4 separate regions of the Mus musculus genome follow, and regions 2, 3 and 4 are each linked to region 1. Evidence: chromatin contacts called from public HiChIP or PLAC-seq and promoter capture Hi-C data. All regions are on one chromosome and are shown on one strand. Each heading gives the region's core, a stretch centred on a gene start, on an enhancer-like site or on the middle of the called end of the contact. The rest is flanking DNA. Distances are from core to core; before and after follow the strand shown. Region 1 holds the start of Plekhm1 (pleckstrin homology domain containing, family M (with RUN domain) member 1). Region 2 holds the start of Fzd2 (frizzled class receptor 2). Region 3 holds the start of Ccdc43 (coiled-coil domain containing 43). Region 4 holds the start of Nsf (N-ethylmaleimide sensitive fusion protein).

Region 1 (3,074 bases), core at 359-2,858:
TTGGGGTAACCAAGAACCAAAGACCAGATAGCCCAGGGACCTAGGGTAAAAGCAAATAAGACTGGTGTCTTAGTTAGGGGTTCCATTGTGGTGAAAGACACCATGACCAAGGCAACTCCTATAAAGGAACACATTTAGCTGGGGCTGGGTTACAGGTTCCGAGGTTCCGTCATTAGCGTGGCAGCAGGCAGACAGGTGTGGTGCTGGGGGAGGAGCTTTTTTTTTTTTTTTTTTTTTTTTAAGAGTCTTGATTAGAAGGCAACCCAGAGGGCTGGAGAGATGGCTCAGTGGGTAAGATACCCAACTGCTCTTCCAAAGGTCCTGAGTTCAAATCCCAGCAACCACATGGTGGCTCACAACCATCCTTAATGAGATCTGACTCCCTCTTCCGGAGTGTCTGAAGACAGCTACAGTGTACTTACATATAATAAAAATAAAATAAATTAAAAAAAAAAGAAAGAAAGAAAAAAGAAGGCAACCAAGAGACTGGGCAGAGTTTGAGCATATATATGTTTGAACATATATTCAAATATATATTACCTCAAAGCCACAGTGACATACTTCCGCTAACAAGGCCACACCTCTTCCAGTAAGGCCATGCCTCCTAAATAGTGCCATTTCCCATGGGCCAAGCACATTCAAACCACAACTGGTAAAAAGAAAGAAAGAAAAGGAAAAAAAAGACATAGTGATAAAATGACTCCTAATGACATTTGGGTACTCATAGATCAATGCCTTGTTCAGCCATCATTAGAGAAGTTTCCTTCTACAGCAGATAGGGAACCCCAAGGGAGAGGTGGAAAGAGTGTAGGAGCCAGAGGGGATGGAAGACACCAAGAAAACAAGGTCCTCTAAGTCAATAGGAGCAAAGTTCATATAAACTCACAGAGAGTCTTTTCTTTTACAGTCACCACCTCTATGGCCCACACCTAGGTCCTAGGTTCCCTTTTGGGCACGGTCCTCAGACCTGCCCAGCCTGCCCTTTATTAGTCACGGTTGCTACATTTGACAGTTTTCTTCCGCGTCTATTCCGAGAGACAGCTGTCATTTTCTGTAATGGAACAAAAGCAATTAAATAGTGAGAAGACAAAAAGCAGGTCCTCTGGGCTTCATGCCTCAAAGGGCTGACCGCAGGCAAATTAAACTAACAGGTCCAAGAGAGCCCTCAGGGCGATCACGTGGTATGAGACAAGTCAAAACAACTGTTTCCTGGCTCCGGAAAAACCAGACCTGAAGGTCCCACTTGGACCCAGGATCCACTTGCTCCCTCCACTACTAATGCCCTTAGGGAAACATACGGGTTAATGGCGCAACAGGGCGCATTTTCGGATTAAGGGGGCAAACACGACAACCCCAAAGTTGCACAGATGCGATTGAGGGGCAGAGCTGCGGGACGCAGAAGTCCCGAAGCTCCAAGGGTCCAGCCTCTCTGCGCTACCCAGAGCCAGAGTAGCGAGAGCGGCAGGATCGCTCACCTGAGCCAAGAAGCCCTGCAATCCGGGGCAAGGGAAGAGCTGACGGCCCCGCCCCTCGGCTCCTCTAGGCCCAGTGATTGGTTTTTGAGGACTGGGGGCGGGGCCGTAGCGAGGAGCCGACGTGATGGCGTCAGACGCCGCGCGCCGCTTCCTGTTGTCAGTGCCTTTGGAGCCGCAGCTTCTGCTCGGAACCGAGGGGGGTCTCGCTTCGCCCGGAGCGCCGCCACCTGCTCCTGATCCCTTCGGTGAGTGAGTCTGGGGTCTGAACGTGGAGGGAAGCGCGGGGCGGTGATGCGACCCGGCGGTGGGCCCGCAACCTCGCAGCCACTCGCGACCCCTGTGCGCCTGGAGACTTGGGGTGGGAACCTCGGCCCTTCGCAGCCCGGGCCTGCTCCCACCTCAGCCAGTGGCCACCGGCTCTCTCCCCTCCGTCTCCACCGCAGCCAACCTCAGCCCCAAGCCGGGTCCCCTAACCACCGGTCTTGCAAAAGTGTAGCCTCACTCGTGACCCCTCTTTAGCCCAGTTGCAACCCGATCCGAGCGAGCCACATCCCTTCGCCACCTCTTATCTCAACATCGCGTTTATCCCTCATCTCTTCTGAACCTTCCCTCGACCCTCCATTCTGGCTCAATTTCTTATCGCAGCCTGTCGTATCTGGCTCACTCGTCCCAAACACGCTAAGTCTCCCTCCCTCCCATTGACCCACTACTGAAGTTTTCTCCTGTTGAACTTGCCGGTTTCTTCTTGGTTACTGACGTCACAGCTTTATCTCAAGGCTTGTGTGTATCTTTTCTTTACCGATTTTTACCTAATTCCCTAGCTGATCACAGAGGTAAGGTCTCTCAGGCACTTTCCTGTCTAAGACTTAATATTAAACTGTCCCCGACTCTGCTGTAGAGGACTGTCTCAGTTTCTACCACTTCCCCCAGTCCTTTCGTTACTTTAAATTTAATATGCATTTATTAATTCTTTGAGAATTTTATGCATGTACATAATATTCCTGCCCCCTAACATCACTGTTAGTTTGGGGTTTTGGGTTGTTGTTGTTGTTGTTTTTGAGACAGCATGTCACTATTTAGCCTTAGATCTCTCTCTCAGATCACTCACTATGTAGATCAGGCTGGCCTCAAACTCACAGTGTGGGTCACCACTCCTGGTTTTAATCTGTTTTTTGTTTGTTTGTTTGTTTGTTTGTTTTTGTAGGATGGAGGGTGGTTTTGTTTTTTGTTTTTGTTATTGTTTTAAGACAGCCAATCTAAACAGCCATGGACTCCTGATCCTCCCTGCCTCCACCTCCCAAGTGCTGGAATTGTAGGCATGAGTCACCATGCCTGGCTTCCCAGAATTGCTATTAACTAGATCTACTCAACTCCTGTCATTTTCTTCCTTGATCCAGCTCTCTTTCACTTTGAGAATTTAGGGTATAGCTCCCTAGTGGTCATACTTGCTATATTCCTCAACAGCCATGTCTGCTCCTTGTTCAGAGCCCAGCAGACTAAACAGCTAAATTGGTGTGTGTAGGGACTCGGATGGTAACTGAGTATAAAGCTTCTTGGGGGAGATGTTCTTTGTAGTGTCTGATCTCCTAAATGTGTTTC
Region 2 (3,074 bases), core at 353-2,852, 810 kb after region 1:
GATGTACCGATGAACAGGTATACGAAGAGCGGCGCCAGCACGAAGCCCCGCAGCGGGTCCAGGCTATTGAGGCCCACGAAGCACACGCCGCTCAGCAGGTCGCCGTCGATCTGGCCCATGGCCAAGATGGTGATGGTTTTGACGGCCGGCACGGCCCAGGCGGCCAGGTGGAAGTACTGCGAATTGGCCTCGATGGCCTCGTGGCCCCACTTCATTCCGGCTGCCAGGAACCAGGTGAGGGACAGAATCACCCACCAGATGGAGCTGGCCATGCTGAAGAAGTAGAGCATCATGAAGAGTATAGTGCAGCCTTCTTTCTTAGTGCCCTGCACCACCGTGCGATAACCGTCCTCTGAGAAGCGCTCATTGCATACCACGCGCTCCTGGAGAACGAAGCCCGCAATGTAGGCCACTGACACCATGGTGTAGCAGCCGGACAGAAAGATGATGGGCCGCTCTGGGTAGCGAAATCGCTGCATGTCCACTAAATAGGTGGTGACCGTGAAGAAAGTGGAAGCGCAGCACAACACCGACCATGTGAGGATCCAGAGACGGGCAAAACGAGTCTCCTCTTGCGAGAAGAACATAGAGCCGTCGGGCCGTGCGGGCTCGCAGGGCGCGGCACAATCGCGCTCACCCAGAAACTTATAGCTGAGATAGGACGGCACCTTGAGGACGCGGGGACAGTGGAAAGGGTGCTCCAGAGTGGCGTAACGCGGTGGCGAGCCACCACCGCCAGGGCCGCCCGGGGTGCCACCCGCGCCGGGCTGCAGCCCAGAAGGTGGCGCGGTGGTGAGTAGCGCAGGAGCTCCGTCCTCCGAGTGGTTCTGGCCCACGCAGATCTGCTCCGCGCCGTGACGCGGGAAATGCTCGCAGCGGAGGCGCTCGGGCCATTGGAAGCCGAACTTGTTCATGAGCGCCTCGCAGCCTTGGCGCGCGCGCTCGCAGATGGAGCGGCACGGCGGGATGGCCTGCTCCAGCACTGTGCACACCGGCGCGTACATGGAGCACAGGAAGAAGCGCAGCTCGGGCGAGCACTGCACCTTCACCAGCGGGTAGAACTGATGCACCTCCAGGCCCGCGTCTTCCTGGTTCGTGTGGCCAAGAAGGTTGGGCATGATGGTCTGGTTGTAGGCGATGTCCGTGCACAGCGGGATGGAGATGGGCTGGCAGAAGCCGTGGTCCGGGATGGAGATGCCCTTCTCCCCGTGGAACTGGGCCGGTCCGGCGGCCGGCAGCAGCAGCAGTGGCAGCAGCAGGCGGGGCAGGGCGCTGCGGGGCAGGGCGCTGCGGGCCCGCATGCTGGCCGCCGCCCCCCACTCGGCTCCTGGGCGCCCCCCAGCCCCCGCCCCCAACCCAGAGACCGCGCGCCTTCCCCGCTGCCGCCTAGCTGCCCGGCCGCCTCCCGCGTCTCCTTGCAAACTTTGCTCGCGGCCGCAGAGTTGGGGAGATTGGGCGGCGGGGGAGGGGGCGGCGCACCCGCCTGCTGGCTCGCCGCGGTCGGACTGAGGGTCGGAGACGCGGCGCACCGCTGCCCTAGCTCCTCTTCCTCCTCTAGCCTCTGGGCTTCCCCTCTCCCCACCCTCCTCTACCCAGCGACTCCTTTGTGCCTCCTTCAGCCCTCACCTCGGCCTCTCCGATCCCAATTAGTCGGTTTCAAGGGGGCCCCCACTGGCGGCCCCGCCCTCTCCTCAGCCCCCCCTCAAAAGGGATCCTTGAAACCGCCCCGTCGAGCTTTGCACCATCCCAAAATGTGCTCTCGGCCAATCAGATTTAAACTGGAGGACCAGCCCCAAGGGCTGGATTGGTCGACCACAACATAATGAGATCAGAAACCAGATGCCAAGAAAACTCTACCCCCCTCCTTCTGCTTTTTTAAAGAGACAAGCTATTATTATATTAGGAGCTGTTTGCTCAGTCCGTGATTGCTTCGGAGTCGCCCAGGAAAGATCCGGAGACACGTTTTCTCAAAGTGGCATCCGACCCAGACAACTCTAGCCTAATCTGTGGCCCTAGAGCCCAAACCCTCTGAGGTACAAGAGCTCTTTGCTCCTGCCCCTGCTCACCGCCCCCTCCCCCCTTTTCAGTACCATTTATAAAACCAAGTGAAAAATCCCGTTTAAAAAAATATATACAGAGAGAGAGAGAGAAATATGTATGTTTTTAAAGCACGTTAGCGAATAGCTTGCAAAGACGTCTCTCAATCCCTCTCAGAGAGTCGAGGTAAAAGTGTCACTTCACCCTAAACAAGGACTCCTAGAAGTTTTCCTCGCCCCTCCCCCTACACACACCCAAAAGTAACCCTCTGAAAAACGAGAGCCTGTCTCTTTAAGAGGCTCTTAAAGGGGCCGGGACTCCGGGGTGTAATTGCCCCATAGCGAGCACAAAGGAGCCCATTATGGTTCTTTGTGTTTAGTGGCACCTCAAAGTGAGAAAATTCAGGAACTCAGAGGCCAGGCTGCGGGGCTGGGGCGGGGGTTGGGGGGTGAAGTGAAGGAGAAAGGCCCGGAGCTGAGGATTCAATCCACCCCCTTTCCGAGGAAAATCTTAATTATGCAAAGTAAAGTTTAGTTGCCATAAGGAGGAGGTCTTAATCGAAAGTTAATGGCTGGGGGGGTGGGGTGGCGGGGGTGATGGGCAGTTTTGAGTAAAGAAACGACTCTCTTAGGTCTGACGAACGTTTTGGGGAATTTGCCTTCTCCCTCCCAATCCTTGCTCCGCCTCCTAAAAGCTTCCAGATTTGATCTCCTGGGAGAAAAGGGAGTTTTACCCAAACTTTAAGTGATTCCACACCAGAAAGATGGTGTGTACGGCTGGAGAGAGGGAGGAAGGCTGGGGTTGTAGTACAGAATTTCTCCTCTCACTTCTCACCTGGCTGAGGGGTGAGGTGGCCCGAAGAAATGCCCCCCACCCCCAACTCCCTTCACACTAGGATTGTAACTTTGAGGTCTGGAGAGGGAAGGGAATTTGCATGGAAATCTGTGTCTGGAACCGGATGATGGATCAATTATTTCTGTTGTCTCTCTGGAGAGAAAGAGGAGGAGAACTTGAAAAGAAGGACAGGACGACTGGGT
Region 3 (3,074 bases), core at 375-2,874, 710 kb after region 1:
TGGCTGCTTTTCCAGAGGACCCTTGTTTGAGTTCCAGCATTCACATGGTGGATCACAAACATCTGTGTTTCACGGGATCTGCCTACCCTTCTGGTCTCCCTAAGGGCATCAGGCACATCGGTATACAAACAAACATGCAGGCAAAACACCCATACACTTAGAATTATGTCACTAAAGTGTCGTTATTTCTATTATTTCTTTAAATACCTATTCCCATTGGACTGTTTGGTCCCATAGGGAACACAGATCTTTGAGCCACTCATCTTTGAATTGTCAGTCTGTAACAGTGTTGTGGTGAATGTATTCAGTAAGTATCCAGTGAAGCAAGCAGTCAGAGTAAAGGCCCCTGCACAGCCTCCTCCTCCTCCTCCTCTGTAGTTTGAGTCTAGCCCACCTCAGGCCAGAGCTGGCATTCTGCTGGTAGAGTTCTGTCCCCTCTTAGGTTCTCTCTCATGGTGTGTCATTTCCTTACCCATATATATATATGTCATTGATGTTTTGCCTGCATGTTTGTCTGTGTGAGGGTGCCAGATCCCCTGAACTGGGTCCCTGGAAGAGCAGCCAGTGCTCTTATCAGCTGAGCCATCGCTCCAGTTTCCTTATCTTTTAATCGAACATAAAGGCATCTCCTCGCTGGGTTGTTGGGAAGATGGCAACAGATACTTCATGGGAACCTCTTAGCACCGTCCCTGGCAGAGGACAGAACTTGTTTCTTGGGTTGGCTGTCATGTGTCTACAGTCATTTGGGAAGAGGGGAATTTAGAGAACGACCTCCTATAAGATTGGCCTGTGGGACATTGTCTTGATTAGTGATTGTTGTGGGAGAGCCCAACTTATTGTGGCTGGTGCCACCCCTGGGCAGGTGTCTCCTAGATGGTGGAAGAAAGCAATCTGAGCAAGGCAAGAGGAGCAAGCCATTAAACAGCAATCTTCCAAGGCTCCTGCTTCCAGGTTCGAGCCTTGAGTTCCTGTGACTTCCCCTTAGTAATGGGGCGTGACCTGAGAGTGGAAGCTGAAATAAACCTTTTCTCTCCTAGTTGCTTTGGCCATGGTGTCTTATCTCAACAGAAACTCTAAGACAGTCCTCAAAGGTATACCTGTGGAAACACGGAAGCAATAATTAAAAGCAATGACTCCGAGGCTGCATGTTTAACTGTTGAGAACCTGCTATGTGTCTCTGTACAGAAATGAGTCAGAGAACGTTTTCTGAAATTTGGGTTTTCAGGGAAGGCGGCTTGGAATGGCAGTGAAGGTGGTATTCCGGAACACAAGACTCAGTGGGGCATCCTGGCTTCACATTCCACAAGAACCTGCCGGGCGCAGAGCAGAACTGCTGGAATCCGTGGTGAGCAGTCCTCTGAGCTCTCTGTCACGTGTCTGACAATGACACTGAATCCGATCGTTGCCAACTATAACGAACCGGTTCAAAACTCACCTGCCGGTGTTCCTGGGTGCCCATGCGACCACGCTTACACCGAGAAGCGCTAGCTGCGAGGACATAAAGATACCTCAAACCGCGGATCACAGCCCGGCGCGCAGGGGTGGAGGATCCCTCTCCGGGCATGCGCGCTGGCCCAGTGGCGCGGCCCGACAGGCACTGCGGTAGGCACCCTCGGGTCCGGCAGGACCCTGTCCCCAGCATGGCGGCGCCCAGCGAAGTGGCCGCGGCAGTCCTCGGTGAAGGCGATGGCGGGGCTTTTGGATCCTGGCTTGACGGACGGTTGGAGGCGCTGGGAGTGGACCGAGCCGTTTACGCCGCTTACATCCTTGGCGTCCTACAGGAGGAGGAGGAGGAAGAGAAGCTGGACGCCCTGCAGGGTATCCTCTCTGCTTTCCTGGTGAGTAGAGTAGTCGGGACACATCCTATCAACCTCACGGAGAAATCTGGGAACCTCTTTCGTTACTTCACATCTCTCTTTCCTTTTGCTGTCACGAAGGCTTAGTGGTTTTACCGGAAAGAAGCATAACTGAGGGAGAAGTGGGCTGCTGCTCCCTCGCCAGATTTTGGGTTGCAGGTGTACAGAGAGGATGGGATCCCCATATTCCGGGCAACAAGGCTCCCTGGGTGCCTTTGGATGTGCTAGAGAGTATCCTGAAGCCATTAAGATGTGTAAATGGCAGTTCGATCATAAACGTCTAATAGTTCCATTTCTATGGTTTGCGATGTTTAGAGTGGGGAGTAAAATGTTTTTGAGATGTCTGCCCATTAGCGGGTAGTCTCAGGGCTGTCCCATGACAAAAGCCTGTGGGAAGTTCCCTTTTGGCTCCAATTTCAGTAGAGTCCTCAATTGGTAAGGTAATGGAGATCTTTTCACGATAAGCAACCTTGGGAAATTCAGTAATTATTAATGTGTGTTGGGTGGGGCGGTACCCTGTGATGAAGACAAACTGGAAACAGATAAGGTATTTGTATGGAATGGTGGCTGGTGCACATCTTTAGTCCTAGCACTCAGGAGGCTGATCTCTGTGATTTTCAAGGCCATCGTGGTCTACACAGAGAAACCCTTTTTTGTTGAAAAAACAAAACAACCAAAAAGAAGCAGGTTCGTGGGTGGGGCACAAACCTTTAATCCCAGCTCTCAGGAGGCAGAGACTGGCCTTTGTGGTCTACGCAGTGAGTTCCTGGACAGCCGGGGCACAGAGAAACCCTGTCTCAAATACTCAAATGCAGATTCGTCACAGTATGCTGTGATGTGATGCGTGATTATAATCCCAGCCCTGCAGAGGTCAGCAAGTGGGTGGCCAACTTTGGGCTTGCCAAGTGAGACCCTGGCAAACCAGACCAAGGAGACTCACTAATTTAGAAATTTGTAATTTAAAGCTGTATTTATGTATCAGAGGCGATCAAGACACCCACTTTTCTAATCTGATATTTGTGCGGTGTTCATCCCTCCCCGTTCCACTCCCAACAGAAACAGTTAGATTATATGCATAGATTAGATTCCCTACCTCTCTTGCCCTGAGATTGTCCTGTAGAGACTTCCTTTTTAATATAATTGAGTTGGGGGCTGGAAAGATGGCTCAGTAGTTGAGAGCACTTGTTGCTCTTACATAGGACCTGAGTTCCATTTCCA
Region 4 (3,074 bases), core at 388-2,887, 540 kb before region 1:
CTGTAGCTGTCTTCAGACACTCCAGAAGAGGGCGTCAGATCTTGTTACGGATGGTTGTGAGCCACCATGTGGTTGCTGGTATTTGAACTTCAGACCTTCGGAAGAGCAGTCGGGTGCTCTTACCCACTAAGCCATCTCACCAGCCCCCGGTTGAATTTATTTTAATGTGTGTTAGAAAACAATAAACACAGAAAACAGACTTCACCTTAAGAACGCAAGCTCCCAGTTTCTTTTAGGTCTTACTGGTTTCACTGTTAGGTATGTTATATCAATGAATTTAATAATCTTTCAGATGCAAAACTTGAGTAGAATTTCAATGCTAAGATGATATAAGAACGTAGATCCTGTACAGAATTCTTGGAAAGAGAGGTAACTCTTGAGCAAATATAATTTTTGCTTAGTTCTGAGTCCTTTCTTAGAGACACTCATTACAGTGAAGATATTGATAGTGTGAATGGTTCTGACTTACTGACTTACCAGTTACTAAAAACTGGTCCCTATCTTGACCACCCTAGCATAGGAAATACCCCTGTAGCTCCCTTTTATCCCTGTCGGTGTGTACACCCTTTTGTTTGCTGTTCCCTGGGCCTGCTGAGTGCTTCTCAGGACTGATTAGGCTGCACCCCCTACCCCTAGTATCTCCCTTTTAGAGTATTTCAAGGTCTTCAGGTTTGCTCCCAGGAAGAGGTACCCATTCCATCCCAGAGACTTTCCTCTAAGAGGGTTCCTCCAACTTTACTTTTCCTTTTAGGGAGTAATCTTATTGAATATCTCATGTATTCTCATAGATATCATGTCTTATTTTTACATGTTGCATACATTTTAAATGACATTATATATTTGTAAGGGGACCCAAGAGTACTTTAGAGAAAAGTGCTGAAGAGGACATAAGGGAACGGATATGAGGAGGCTATGTCAAACATTCCTCCTTAACCCTGAAGTCCTGCTACATGCTAAAAGTCTCACTTTCAGCCTTGGCAGGACAGGGTACACCTGTCTTGTTTCCTGTGTGAGACTTTTACTGCTGTGCTGCTTATAGAACTATCTTCTGGTATTTTGTCTTATCCAAATCATTTTAGTTTTTCTGTGGCATTGTTTTTTTTTTTTTCCTGAGGACTCAAAATAGAGTTTTGAACATGCAGAGGTGGATGGCGGAATACCAATGCACGTTAAAACAAACGAACAAACAAACACCTTAAAAAAGATAGAAGTTGTGCTTATAAATGAAAATATCGAACTATAAAGCTAGCGCATATATAATTATGATTCACTCTCAAAACAAGTGTGCCTGCAAAGAAAAGCTCGGATTCGAATAGAATCCGAATTCAGAACCAGCTTTTAGCTATTGCGCGCCCCCTCCACAGTCCCCTTTGGGGGAAAGGCCAGCAACCACGCGGGGTTTTCTCGGCGCATTCTGTTTTAAGAGGTCTGGAAGCAGAAAGCTAAAAGTCCATTAAAAGGCCACGTGGCCAGCTTTGTGAAAACCGGGTAGCAGTGAGGCGGCCAGCTTGTCTTCAGCCAAAATGGCGGTGCTCGGACTGCGCGCTCGCACGGGATGGGGAAGGGCGTCGGGGACGCGGCCGGGCGCGGGCGCGGCCTCCCGGCGGCTGCGCGCCTGCGCGAGGGCCGGCTGCCGGCGAGCACGCGCGCGGCGGAGGCGGGCTCAGCAGAGTGCGGAGCTGCAACCTGGGAGCCGGACGTGTCCGCGAAGATGGCGGGCCGGGTGAGTGGCGGCCGGGCAGCCCGGGCTCGCAGCGGATCGCCCGAGGTCGCGACTGCTGCGAGGTCCACGAGGGCTCCGGGGAAGGGGCGCGAGGCTGAGCACCCAGGAACGCTGAAGGAAGGGAGGTCAGAGCAACGCTGGAGGCGAGACAGTGTAGCTGCGGCAGGGGATTAGCTCTGCTCAGAAACTCTGTCCTCCCCGAGGGTTGTCTCTTCGTCCCCCGGGTCTCCAGTGCTTCCCTTGTCATCCCCTGGGGCTCGTTTCTCTCGTCCTTCAAGCATCTTGAGGGTAGTGGCCACTGGAGCCCCCCTCTGACGAGCGCTGTGTGCCCTCCACACTCCTCCGAGGGTTTCTGAGGTGGCACTGCCGGATAACCGCGGGGTGTAGTCTGCTGCAGTCAGGGCGAGGGTGTGGGAACCCATTTCTAGTTCTTCCTAAATGAATGTTATGAAAAGAGGAGGGGAGGTCTGCAAATTACTTTTACGGCTAACCTTAGACCATCTCCTGGGGAGAAACATATCAGCTGTGAAGCAGCAATGTCTTTCGTGCAGATGGACTTGGGGTGTCACGTTTTGTTTTTCTAAATGACAGTCGATTCGAATGCAGCAGGCTGTGTTGTAGTCTCAGGGATTTACATTTTACTTCCCCATTAAGCTCGTAGGACGGCGGGGTAGGATTGGGGTTGGCGAGGAGAGATGGGGCCAGGTCACTGCTGTTATTGCAGTAGGCATCAGAGCTAATATCGCTGATGGATGGATCCTGCCCAGAGATTGCCCTGTTCGAAACCTGGGGACATTAACTGCGTCATTACAGACTAACGTTGTGCTTGACTGATTCACTTACACCTGAATATTTGAATAAGTTTGCATACATGTATGCATATATGTAAATGTCCTGTCTAAAGAGAATTGTAGGTCATGAGATTCTAAAGTCCCAAAGAGACGGTAGAGGTCATCAGACTAGCTCCATCTTTTTCTCTTCCTTTTTTCATAATCCCCCTTTTATCTCAAGCTGACCCTTTTAACTATTTCAGGGTCTGTTTTTGCCTCCTCAGGAGCCCCTCTCCTGAATCATCAGCCCTTCTGGAATGCACTGGTCTCTTAAACCCTCCCTCTGCCCCCACAGACTTTTCCTCTAACCATTTTTTTTCCCCCAGTGGCAAAGTCTGGTGATTTTCTGTGTGTGTTGACTCTCATTTGCCTACCACCTGCTACCTCCTGGGCCCACCACAGTCGGACTGAAATGCATCCCTAAAATTCATGCCCATTTCCCAATCCTTGTTACACGTGATGTCTCAGAGCGTCTGACAGTGTTGCCCGTCTCCTCCTTAATGGAAGACATTCTTCCATGG

Evidence for each region. Promoter capture Hi-C pulls out the DNA fragments that hold promoters and counts their contacts. HiChIP or PLAC-seq counts read pairs in DNA pulled down with a chosen protein or histone mark.
Region 2: a contact with region 1 is called in an H3K27ac HiChIP or PLAC-seq map of microglia, with 4 times the contacts expected there. The contact joins the promoter of Fzd2 here to the promoter of Plekhm1 in region 1.
Region 3: a contact with region 1 is called in an HNF4G HiChIP or PLAC-seq map of pancreatic cancer cells. The contact joins the promoter of Ccdc43 here to the promoter of Plekhm1 in region 1. A contact is called at or near these places in 2 of 115 datasets of contacts at active chromatin or transcription factors (pancreatic cancer cells and stem cell-derived neural progenitor cells).
Region 4: a contact with region 1 is called in a promoter capture Hi-C map of embryonic stem cells, with 2.4 times the contacts expected there. The contact joins the promoter of Nsf here to the promoter of Plekhm1 in region 1. A contact is called at or near these places in 3 of 39 promoter capture datasets (cranial neural crest, embryonic stem cells and liver), 1 of 484 Hi-C or Micro-C datasets (muscle stem cells) and 2 of 115 datasets of contacts at active chromatin or transcription factors (cardiomyocytes and embryonic stem cells).

Annotation. Positions count from the first base shown.
Region 1 is chr11:103,411,239-103,414,312 of GRCm38.p6, reverse strand. It overlaps Plekhm1 (pleckstrin homology domain containing, family M (with RUN domain) member 1), which reads left to right and starts at 1,608. Exons shown (of 12, transcript NM_183034.2): 1 at 1,608-1,720.
Region 2 is chr11:102,602,959-102,606,032 of GRCm38.p6, reverse strand. It overlaps Fzd2 (frizzled class receptor 2), which reads right to left and starts at 1,602. Exons shown (of 1, transcript NM_020510.2): 1 at 1-1,602. The coding sequence starts at 1,301.
Region 3 is chr11:102,696,275-102,699,348 of GRCm38.p6, reverse strand. Ccdc43 (coiled-coil domain containing 43) reads left to right here and starts at 1,624. Exons shown (of 5, transcript NM_025918.3): 1 at 1,624-1,838. The coding sequence starts at 1,641. Gm34392 (a long non-coding RNA gene) reads right to left here and starts at 1,570. Exons shown (of 2, transcript XR_389053.1): 1 at 1,509-1,570; 2 at 1,135-1,409.
Region 4 is chr11:103,952,619-103,955,692 of GRCm38.p6, reverse strand. Nsf (N-ethylmaleimide sensitive fusion protein) reads left to right here and starts at 1,637. Exons shown (of 21, transcript NM_008740.4): 1 at 1,637-1,723. The coding sequence starts at 1,712.